Linked DNA regions of Rattus norvegicus: region 2 is linked to region 1. Evidence: chromatin contacts called from public Hi-C data. All regions are on one chromosome and are shown on one strand. The core of a region is the stretch at or near the end of the contact, and the rest is flanking DNA. Distances in the headings are between cores, read along the strand shown.

What was found. Hi-C and Micro-C count contacts between places; a contact is called where the count stands out from the background.
Region 2: a contact with region 1 is called in a Hi-C map of liver, with 6 times the contacts expected there. The contact joins the promoter of LOC102547034 here to the enhancer-like site in region 1. A contact is called at or near these places in 5 of 12 Hi-C or Micro-C datasets (hepatocytes, kidney and liver) and 1 of 1 datasets of contacts at active chromatin or transcription factors (oligodendrocytes).

What each region holds. Positions count from the first base shown.
Region 1 is chr18:41,549,242-41,554,837 of GRCr8, forward strand. No RefSeq gene overlaps it. Among named protein-coding and RNA genes, the nearest start is that of Eif1a, 40 kb to the left of the region's middle. Within about 2 kb of position 2,985, at least 55 of the 93 cell types and tissues checked have an H3K27ac peak or open chromatin away from gene starts, as enhancers often do. A contact at or near this core is called in hepatocytes and liver, where this site is marked.
Region 2 is chr18:41,622,868-41,628,894 of GRCr8, forward strand. LOC102547034 (40S ribosomal protein S23-like) reads right to left here and starts at 3,516. Exons shown (of 1, transcript XM_039097345.2): 1 at 457-3,516. The coding sequence starts at 1,375. The coding sequence ends at 1,001. Cdo1 (cysteine dioxygenase type 1) reads right to left here. Exons shown (of 5, transcript NM_052809.2): 3 at 3,523-3,677.

The DNA.
Region 1 (5,596 bases), core at 1,735-4,234:
GTCTATACACATAAATGTTTTACATTTAAATATTATTGCTACTAAACAGCTTTGTCAATTATCTTTTTGACTCTTCTTTTTTTCAGCTCTAGGCTTCAAATACTATATAATAAAATCATTATGATGTTGCTTTGTGGAGCTCCACAGGAAGCTTCCCTAATATGCTAAAGATTTGCTACAGGCTCTATAAAAGGAATGATGCTAAAATGATATGTCAAAACAGAGTATGTATATTCATACATACATAGTTTAATTAGCAACTCAACTAAACAGATGAGTTATTTTATTGCCAATTTTGCAGCATGGGAATAAAAATGATACGTCTGCTTTTCAATTAATTACATTAAATATTATTAACATATTTCTGTTCTTATTTTCAGATATTTATTAATCATAGTTTGATGGTTTGAAAAAGAATGACCTTCATAGACTCATGTGTTTGAATGATGGTCACAGGGAGTGGCCCTATTAGGAGGTGTGGCCTTGGAATAGGTGTGGCCTTGTTGCGGGAAATGTGTTACTGTTAGGGTGGGCTTTGAGACCTTCCTCAAAAGAAGGCTTCCTGGAAGTCAGTCTTTTCCTGTTTGCCTTTGAAACAAGATGTAGAACTCTCATCTCCCTCTGTGCCATGCCTGCCTGGATGCTGCCATGCTTCCTGTCTTGATGATAATGGACTGAATCTCAGAACATGTAAGTCGTTTAAGCTGGTCTTCTATAGAAGTAGGTTCTAACAGATGTGCTGGCAAGTAGATGTAAGCAGGGTTTTCACTTAGGACCCTTAGCTCTGACAGAGGAGGAAAAACACATTAGAATTTCAGCTGGAGTTTTCCAAACAATAGACAAAATTACATTTTTACCTCTCTGAATCTTATAAACTTAAGTCAATATAGTCAGTCACACAGACGAAACATTCACAAGGACTCGGCGTAGAAGTTCAAGGTTACTCGTGTGGAATTCTGGCTTTTGTCACTCAAATCAGAGATCCTTGAAAGGACAGTGCCTGGAGACTGGGCACTGAGTCCTTAGCAGTTGTCTGTTAATAAATCCCAGAACGCTTTGTGACCTTAAATCCTCAGCAGGATGGCAGCTGGGAAATAAAGGACAACAGAATTTGGTGAAGGGAGATTGACCGAGGCCGGGCGTGGGGAGAGGCTGTAAAATCATGTGAGGTTCCCAGTGTCCCTAGAGCACATTGTGTAATGCCTTTGCTTGTCCCTCAGCTGGACACATGCTCTGTGCTCCTGCCAAGTTGCATAAGGAGAAATTTCAGTGCTTTGAAAATGTGCTTTGGCTATGAGGACGCTATGGCAAAGACATCAGGCCACTCTGTCTGGACTTCGAGTCTGAGAAAGCACCGCTTATGCCCCAAAATCCTGTCTGTCTGTCTGCCTGCCTGCCTGCCTGCCTGTCTGTCTATCTGTTTCTCCCTCTCTCTCCTTCTTTCTTAAATTTATTTTAATGTATATAGGTATCTTGCCTGTGAACCATGTGTCTGTCTAGAGCTTAGGAGGCCAAAGGAGAGTGTTGATTCTCCTAGAGCTTGAGTATAGGTGATTTGTGAACCACCAAGTGGATGCTAGGAATCCACTCAAGTCTTCTGGAAGAGAACCCAATGCTCTAATCATAGAGCCATCTTTTCAATCCCCATATATATCATCTTTCTCACTGGCCTGCGTTTGTAGCAAGTTGCAGGGCATTCAGGGTTGTCATAGGAATATAAGGAAGACATTAGGGGCGGGCATAGGTGGTGGCTGGAGAGATGGTTCATCGGTTAAGAGTTCCTAGGACCCACACGACAGTTTGGAACTACTTGTAACACTAGTTCCAAGAGATCTGATGGCCTCTTCAGACCTCAATGGGCTCCTACATGCACTTGGTGCCAATACTCATGAAGGTACACACACATACATACATTAAAAAGAATTAAACACATAAAATATTTATTTATTTATTTATTTATTTATTTATTTATTTATTTATTTATTATATGAGTACACTGTAGCTGTCTTCAGACACACCAGAAGAGGGCATCAGATCTCATTACAGATGGTTGTGAGCCACCATGTGGTTGCTGGGATTTGAACTCAGGACCTCAGGAAGAGCAGTCGGTGCTCTTAACTGCTGAGCCATCTCTCCAGCCCCAAAATATTTTTTTAAATATAGACAGGATCTGAGGATAGGACTCTCAGAGCTCAGACATCCAAAAGTGTAATACCAATTATTTAAGCATGTGACATATTTTCTCTGAGCTCTGTCTCCTTCTAACTGTCGTGGCTTCACCAGCCTTATTTATCAATAACTCAGAAACAATATGCCAAATACATTCAGAGTGCATGCTGTGGACTGCAGGCATTATCTGGGATTTTGTAAGAAATGCCCTCTCAGTCTACAACCCACATCGACTAAATCAGACCTTCTGAGATTAGTCCAGTAGTCTGTTTTTAAATAAGCCTTCCAGAAAATTCTGAGGCACACCTCTGAGGGAAAATGATGTCACTATGTTACTGGGGAGCAGCAGACTCAATTGGGGGGTTGCTTATGAAATGACTAAAGCCCCACAGGAAGGGAGTCAGAGCCATGAGCTCTCTCTACACAGAGACCAAGAATGGGAAAACAGTCTTTCTCTAGTTTGCTTGCACTAGATCCATGCCAATGAGTTGGCAAAACATTACACACCTCCACTGTGACTAACTGTTTTGAAATAGTAGGCAAGAGGAGAGGTTGAGTAGTTCAGAGAATTAAGGAAGAACACGTTGTTTTGAGAGTCTGAACCCTTTTCCCGATTCTCCCATCATCTTTCTATAAATACTTTGAGAGCTCAAAGTGGGTGTTGTCCGTGACCTTGGATTGGAACCTTCCTAATTATAGTTGCTTCGTGAACATTTGGAAAGTGAGTGAATGAAATTAAGGCTTTGTTTTCTGTGGATCATATTCTGGAGCACGGTCCTTGCTCACACAGCTTGTTGGTAGGTTCCAGATCCGTGCAGCTGTTAGGCTGAGGTTCCCAGTTCCCTGTCAGTTACTGGCTGAGGGCCTTACACAGACCACAGAGGCTGCCAGCATTTTTTGGCTCACGGCCACTTCCCTCTGCCTTCATGGTCAATCCCAGTTTCTTTAGAATACTGAATCTTTCCTCTTTCCTATCTTGCCCTGACTCTTTCTTCCACTACTAAAGGTCCATTCTGCTAAACAGGGATTTGCCAAATAATCCAGGGAAAGTGAATCATATTTAGATTTTTGAAGTCCCTTTTTCCACATAAAGTAGATATTCACACGCTATGCAGACTTGGGCAGTTGCCTCATTGATGAGCCACTGTTCTGCCTTCTATAATGTGTCCTAGAAACACTGAATACTAGACATCGAAGGGAGGAACAGATATATTGTTTCTGTAAAAGCCATTAGCATAACTGGTCAACAGCCAATATTAAGTCTTTGAGAGAGTGTGAGTTAAAGAAACCAGTCTGCATCCCTCTGCTATCACCTCTTGTAGAAACGGCCCCTCCCTTTGCCTGCCTTCCAATCAAATCAGGATATGAATAGTTGACAACTATGGGATACTTTACTACAAACTGAACAGAAACCAACATGAGGCAATCACATTATCTTAATTAAATATTTGTATTATTTTAGAGGTAAGAGATATTGTTCTTTTAAGTATTTAAATTCGAGGAAAGTCAAACCTATTCAGAGTAATAAATGCTGAGACTCAGCTTCCACAAGGCTTGCCTACTCCATGGTGATGCCTCAGAAATGATTCCAAGAACTGAAGAGAAACTTGACTCAGGCTTATGCATCACACATAGAGGTCTCAAACCTTAAAGGACAATACCAACCAATGACAGAAAGACTGGATTAGGCCTAGGCAGGAATTTAACACTTCCACAATCACTTGGAAAACATTTGCTGATAAGACTCAGCAGAAGAAGGAGCTCGGCTGAAGCAGGGGAGAGAATTCTGTGTCCTTTCAAGCCAGAGAAACAAAAAATAAGATTAGCTAGAAAAAGGGCTTGGAGGATAAATTAGTCATTGCTTTAGGCACAGTGTTTGAGCATTTCTTGGTCTTTTTAGTTGGAATTCTGTCGGTAGCACATTATTTCAGATATCCAGATGTCCCTTCCACACAAGCCACTGTGTGATGAATTCTGCTGTCTCTCTGAACAATTATCCACTCCTTGCCTCACTTTGTGAACTATTGTTCAATGATTTATTATTAGCAAAGGCATGGTGACTAGTTTGTCATTTGCTGACGTCATTCTCAGAGGTGAGAAGGAATTGTGAGTTGAACCACATATAAAACACATCACCACCCACCCTACCACAAGACAAGCGAAGCCCCAAGCTCATGTCACCTTTATCTTGAACAAGATCTTAATGAAGAAACTCCCAGACTTTAATTCTGAATGGCATCTTTGTTTGGAAGTCTAGGCCGCTCTCCAAGAATTTTAAACAACTGCTCCATACAGGGCAGGAAAATCCTATTTCTTGTTTTGCTCCCAGAAATCTTTGCTCTGTCCTGTTCACAAAAAGGAACACTGTTCCAGGAGAGCAGGGACCAGACTGTATTTACAGCACTCTGCTCCTACCCAGCATGGAGGATCGTTTGTCCCTTAGAGTTCCCACCAGCCTCCTGAAAGAAGAGCCGTCAGAGCTGACTTCTCAATGAGTTGCAGTCTGCCTGAAGCCATAAATAAACATTATGAATGCATTTGCTGCTTCTGGTGACTGTAAATACAGTTTACTTTCATTTCAGTAGCTGGCAGAATCCTTTAACTGTCATGTGACAGGTAGAGTGTCCCTTCTCTTTCAAGCCAGTTGGCTTCCTGAGACAGAGGCTGCTATCAGGCCCATTCTCTTTGTGACCCCACATCCCCACCCCTTTAGCCTTTACCTAAAATATACTTTTTCATTCTCCATGTGGCTCTCGAATGTCTGCTCGCTAGCCCCGAATCACACTTCCTGGCCTAATTTCTCCATTTGGAATGTAACTTCCAGGTAAGTAGAAGTGGACCAAGGATCTTTATATAGCCATCTCTGTATTTCTGAAGGCCAGCTCATTGTCTATGCCATAATAATAAATAAGACTACAAAGCCCAAAGTCAACGATAATTGCATACACTGATATGCAAATTCTATTTACATAGTCTACATACATTAACTCATTTCATGTATACTATAAGATAGGCATTATAATTTCATAGATAGGGGAATCTAGATGTGAGGATGTGAAACTACAGTATGATTTATGTGGACTGCGGGAACCTATACCTCACATCAGAGAAGTCCTACAATAGAACTTGTAATCTGTAGATAGTCTAAGGGAAAGTTTCTTGGAAATGGGATGGGATTGGAATAGGAGAAGACAAGTCTTTGCAGCCCCTCCAGTGACACATGCTGGATGAACTTGCACAGCACTTCAGGGACCTCTCCTTGTTTGGGCCTTGTTTCTGACAATTGTCTATATTGTTGTGATCTTACAGAGTGCCAGGAGTTACAGAGGCTGAATGTACAAGCACAGTGTACAGGTTCACTTTGTGTGTCGACTAGACACAAGCTGGAGTTATCACAGAAAGGAGCCTCAGTTGAGGAAATGCCTCC
Region 2 (6,027 bases), core at 2,266-4,765, 74 kb after region 1:
GAATCAAAGGACAAAGATTAAAATAATAGGAAAGAGAAAAAGATCAAAGGAGACGTTCAGGAAGCTTAATATCCAAACAAGAGGCCTTTCAGAGACAGAACTCACAGCAACAATGTGAGGATTTTTTTCTTCTGTTGATGGGCACAAGTCAACTGTCTAAACTGAATGTAACCAAGCACCTGGAGGAGTGAGGTGTCCCTAGGTGACCTTATTACAGTGAAACAACTCGGGACAGAATAAAGGCAACACATGTTAAGATTTCAAATACCTCCAGAAGGTCTTTCAGTGAGAGAGGTAAGAGTCAGAATGACAAAGAACTTTCAATAGGAGTGGGATACTCTGAAATGCAAAGATACAAATTTCTGAGGGGCAATGACTGACAGGACCCAACCCACACCCAGCTACCTCATCGGTCAAATTGTAAGGTTCAAATACAAGGTGCTTGTTGTTTTGTTGTTGTTGTCTTTAGTCTCAAGAATTGACCTCCTATGCCTCCTTTCATGAAAAGACATCAGAAGATACACTTACCAAACAAGGGTGTGAAGGAAGAATGAACAAAGTATGAGTCCAGGAAATAAGTTCCACCACAGGAAAAAGTAAAGAGGAGGCTTGGATGACATCAAGGGGCCTCGTAGCTTGACTGTGAGCCTGGCCTAGAGATAGCCAGTCTGAGAGAACTATTTCCAGGAAGATAAAAATCCAAGCAAGCCATGTTCTTCCCCTCCTCCCCATCCCCTTTTCCCCTCTTAAAACAGTTTTTCATGGCATGGTCCTGCTGTCATGGAACTCACTTTGTAGACCAGGCTGGCCTCAAAGTGACAGAGATCTACCTGCCTCTACCTCTGGAGTGCTGAGATCAAAGACATGCACTCTAGGCTATGTTCAATGTTCCTTTTTTTTTTTTAGAATATGAAAATTTATTATTGTGTTTCCATTGTCAAATTTTATGATCTTGGTCTTTCCTTCTTGCCTTTGTACAGAGCCAAAGGAGACACATTGGCTAACTAACAACCTTAAAGCAGACTCCAGGAATAGCACCCACAGTAGGGCCTTTCCCACTAAATCCAGCAACCAGAACTTCATCATTTTCCTCACTGAAGTTCAAGCATCCCTCACTGGGCCCGAGTGCTGTGATCTTCTTGCTGTTCTTAATGAGCTGCACTCTGACACACTTTCTGATAGCAGAATTTGACTTTTTGGCTTCAACCCCTACTTTTTCCAGCACAATTCTCTTTGTATGAGAGGCACCCCCAAACGGATTGGCCTTCAAGGCTGTGCCCAAGTGAGCTTTCTTGTACTGTTTAGCATGCCACTTCTGGTCCCGTCGGTGACTGCAGAGCTTCCAGGCAGTATGGAGACCACGACACTTGCCCATCTTGCCAGTGCCACGGGCCTGAGAGAAAGGCTCAATGTTCCTTTTTTTGAGACAGGATTTCTCTGTGTCTCCTAGGGTGACACTGAAATCATTATGTAGCCCGGGCTTGCTTCAGACTTGCAAAACACCTCCTGTGTCAGCCCTTTGAGTACTGGAATTACATGGCATACCAACGCTTTGTACTAATAAAACCAAGATGATCTAGTACCTGTTGGTGCACAACTAGATCTAGTCACTTATTCTTTAGAAGAGTCCAGAGCTCATGCATGATCCTCCCTGTTCCGACTCTGAGCATTGTAGATGCTGTCTCTTATTTTCATGTGCCTGGTACACCCGGTTACCGCAACTTTCTTGGTGACTTTTATTAAGGTCAGTCAGTCAAGTCCTGCTGACCTTCTCCCACTTGAAGCAGGCTCCTGGGCCTCTGTTCCAACTCACCTCTCACCTCCACCCTAGGCTGTAGGGTGCTACCAAACGGGTAAAGACATTCTGAATTACAGTACTGCTGGTGGGGGAGAGCTCACCTGTCCATGTCTTGACTTTGTTTATAGTCTCCTCGTAACTACTGCTCAACCCCATCCTCCTTCCTTTCCACTTGACTCACCTCCTAGTCTCCCTTCCCCCATTTCCTCAAGGTTCCATTCTCTGCAAGAACTGTACCCTTCCCTGGACTGGTCATATCCATGCCCACCCCTGATCTATAAAAACCAGAGGTTGGAAACTTGTAGCTTTTAATATATTTGAGGAGTAATTAGTCTACAAAAATATTCAATATAGCTCACCTCATATCTTACTGACTAGCAAAAACTAACATTAAAAACCAGAACACCTAGAGAAAAAGAATCAGGACAACCTCACTGGGTTAGTAACACTGCTGTCCTTTAAGTATGCATCAGGTCCTTACCTAAGCTTTTTTTTTTTTTTTAATAATCATTCCATTCATTTACATCTCAAATGATATCCCATTTCCTGATTACCCCTCCACCAACTCCCCACCCCACATCTGCCCTCCCCCTACTCCCCTTTGCCTGTATGAGAGTGCCTTAATCCCAAATCAGCAGCTCCCTCCTTCCATTCACATGATTGCCTGCCACAGTATTCTGCACTGAAGACCCGGACAAAGCCCTTTCTCATATCCAATGTACATTCTCAAAGACTCTGATTCCAACTGAAAGTGATTATTCTAAGACGCCTTTGGCTTTGGTACAGGTGACACGTCTGTTCTCATAACGGTGCTGTGTCCCTCAAGTATTTGAGAAAACAAAGGAAAACGTCTACGGGGGAAACCACAGCTTTGTGTGATGTGAACAGAAGAGAAAATGTTTACCATCTAGTCGGACTCTGTAAGCAATCTGCATTCCTAAACTAATAATCTAACGAGTTTAAGCCAAGTAGCAAGGCCAATTCTAGACTTAAGATATATGAAGGAAGCATTGTGCTTGCCAGAGAAGGACTGTAATATTTTATTTTATATAAGCAGGACTGTGTCCTGATTAAAAGCATGTGTTTGGACTCAAACTGCTTGGATTCAAGTTTAAAACCCGAGTGACTCCAGAGAAGTTATTTAATCTTCATATGTACTGGCAGTCTCATATATGGCTGAGAATAAATATTATAAATCTCATATGCTTTCATGAATCTTTGGAAAGTTATGATCCTCTTTAGAAATAGAAGTAAATCCACTACCTCTCCTGGGAAGCATTTGGGGCTATTCCAGATGTCATGTAGGGGAAAGAACAAATTCTTGGTAAGCTATCTTTAAGTCACTGCCCAACAATATATATTGCAAAATTTCCCTTGAGAAAAGTCTTTTTGGGCATGCTGTATGCAGTTTTTTTTAAGGCACTAGCTAATGCTCTTAATCACTTCCAGAACATGTTGCGTTTTCAAATATGAATGCACTGTATGTATGTTCCCTAATTAGACACAACTCTTTTACATAACTCATAGCCCTCTTTCTCTGTTCTAAGCTTGGCAGATAGATGACTTTCCAGTGAACGGTAATCTTTATGCACATGTTTTGAATGAATGAGCCCAATCCTGCTTTAAAGCCTTAGAACCCATTGCATTTAGGCCATTTTCCATCAACATGCATAGCTAGAATTCAGTTTTTCTAATACCCTCATAGACAAAGTATAGAATATTACCATTAATGTAGGCACACTGATTTTCCCTCAAAGTTCTTTCAGACTTCTTGATCATCTCGTTGGATTTCTTGTCAGGCCAGTCAAACAATGTCTCCTTTAGATTTCCTTGCAGCAGCTTCAAAAAGCAGTGGGAGTCCGTGTGATCGTGAATACTGCTATATATGCAAAAATGACAGATAAACTCAGTGGTTGGTCTAGTAGCTCATTGATTGAGCTTAAAGGGATACAATGTCAAGATCATCTCTGGACCTAATTCATTTCAGATGCTGTGTTGGTAATCTATCAATTTCTAATTCAGCATTATTGTTCTGGGCACAATAACAACACATCATCTATATCAAAGTATGTAACTTACAGTTTTGATGTAAACTTCCACTAAAGGGCAGTTCATGTTTCAAAAGTGCTGTCACAGTAACATGGTGACAAAGCACAAACTCAGGAACCTTTCCTTTTATTGTTTTTCCCTAATACAATTTTTTGTTGGTTCATTTTTAGTTTGGTATTTTTTTAATTCACATTCACAGTTGTCTTTGAGACACAGCTTCATTATGTAGCTAGGACTGGCCTATAATTCATGATCTTCCTGCATTAGAGGGCAGGACTACAGGTTTGCTGGGATTTTAGGTGTGACACTATGCCCAGAAAAAAAACACAGTTTTTAATAACTCATTTAAGCTGAGCTAGAGTTTGATGATGAAAGAATATTAGGAGCAGAAGGCTGTTCTCATAGTATGTGAGGTCTTGGATTTATCTCTGGCATCACACACAGAGACACATGGAGACACAGACAGACAGACACACAGACATACACACCTAGGGAAAGGTTCAGTAGAGAAATTTTTAGAAGAACAAAGTAACTTATCTATAACAATTGACCACCTTGGAATCATTGAATATTTCATGTTTTCCCCATAGGTGTTCTTTCTTCGTTGTGTGTGAGGGAGAATGTATGTGTGGGCATATACGTACTTATCCTGAAATGATGCCATGAGGTGTTCTTCGTATTAACATTTTACAGAGTTGGAGTAACCTACCTGTGGTGACCTCTGTACCGGTGGGAGAAAGCAAACTGTCTATTAAGTAAAAAGGAATTTGCTCATGTGATCTTAGGGCAAACATTATTTAGGAATATGAAGTCCTAACAGCTGCAAGGATGTTAAAATACATACATGTATACAATGTTTTAGGATTGACATCATTTTGAATTCTGCTGATGTGTAAATATACCATAAGAAGAACTGTTTCCTGAGTCCTTATGGTCTAACCCCAGCCTTGCTAATCTGTTTTTAAAGATTATTGAATGAATGACTGCTGTGGGGTACCATTTCACCAAGTGTTCACGTCAGCATCTGCTCCCTTTAGATCTAACACCCTAAAGCCTTGTAATTTTGCATTTTTTCTTCTCTCATCAAAAATGGATCTGGGTTACTTTTTGAATAAAACCTGATCAAGTCCCGTTTAAAAATTACTGTTGGTAACAGGCTGACAAATGTACAAGCTAAAGACAAGGAAGTGAATGTCAGTGCTTTTGTGTTAGTTTAAATTCCCTTCTTGGTAAAGAAGTTAAACAGTTAACTAGAAGTAGAAAGCCTTTTTCTGAATTTCTGACATGTTTTTCTACCTCTAAATCTTGCCGGTTTGGTCTTTGGTCCCACAGTTGTTGACACACCTCACACTACAAAGGTCAGGGTTAAACACCGTTCCTAAAACCCTTTAACTCCATAGTAGACAGAGAAGTTAAATTAAGGTGAGCATTTTCTTCCTTTGAAATGTTACTTGTTTGGGAAAGGGGCTTGTTTCTGTTTTTATTTTTTACATTTATTTATTTAGTGTGTATGTGTTTGAGTGTGTGTGTGTGTGTGTGTGTGTGTGTGTGTGTTCTTTCTCTTGTGAAAGTTGGTTCTCTCCTTCAACTTGTGTGGATTCTGAACAGACTCATTATTCTTGGTAGCAAACACGTTTACCCACTGAGCCATCTTGCTGGCCTTGGGGGTCTGGTTTTAATGTACATAGCGCATGCCTGAAACCCCAGCTTCCATCCCCACTCCATGCTGAGATTAGGGGAAAACGTAAGGAAAGAGTTCTAAAACGTGAATGGCTCATCTTTTTAAAGTTGGTGATTAGCCCAGCACTACTGACTGTTCAGATGTTGGGCCAGACACTATAAGAAATACCTTGCATGGGGCTGGGGTGCAGCTGAGCATTAGAAGGCAGAGTGCTCACTTAGTATACAGAGACATTTGATTCCTAGCAATGCAAGACATAGATTTATTTTTAAATATTTATTTATTTACTTTTGAGACAGAGTCTCGGTACATAGCCCTTGCTGTCCTAGAACTCACTGTATATACCATAACTTAGACTAACTGAACCTTGAGATTATCAGGTAACCATTTAAAAACACATTATAAAAGCAGTTAACAGTTGGAGAAGTTAGAAAATATGCAAAATAAGAGTGTGTATAACCTTGTATCACAATCACATATTCACTTCATAGAGTACACA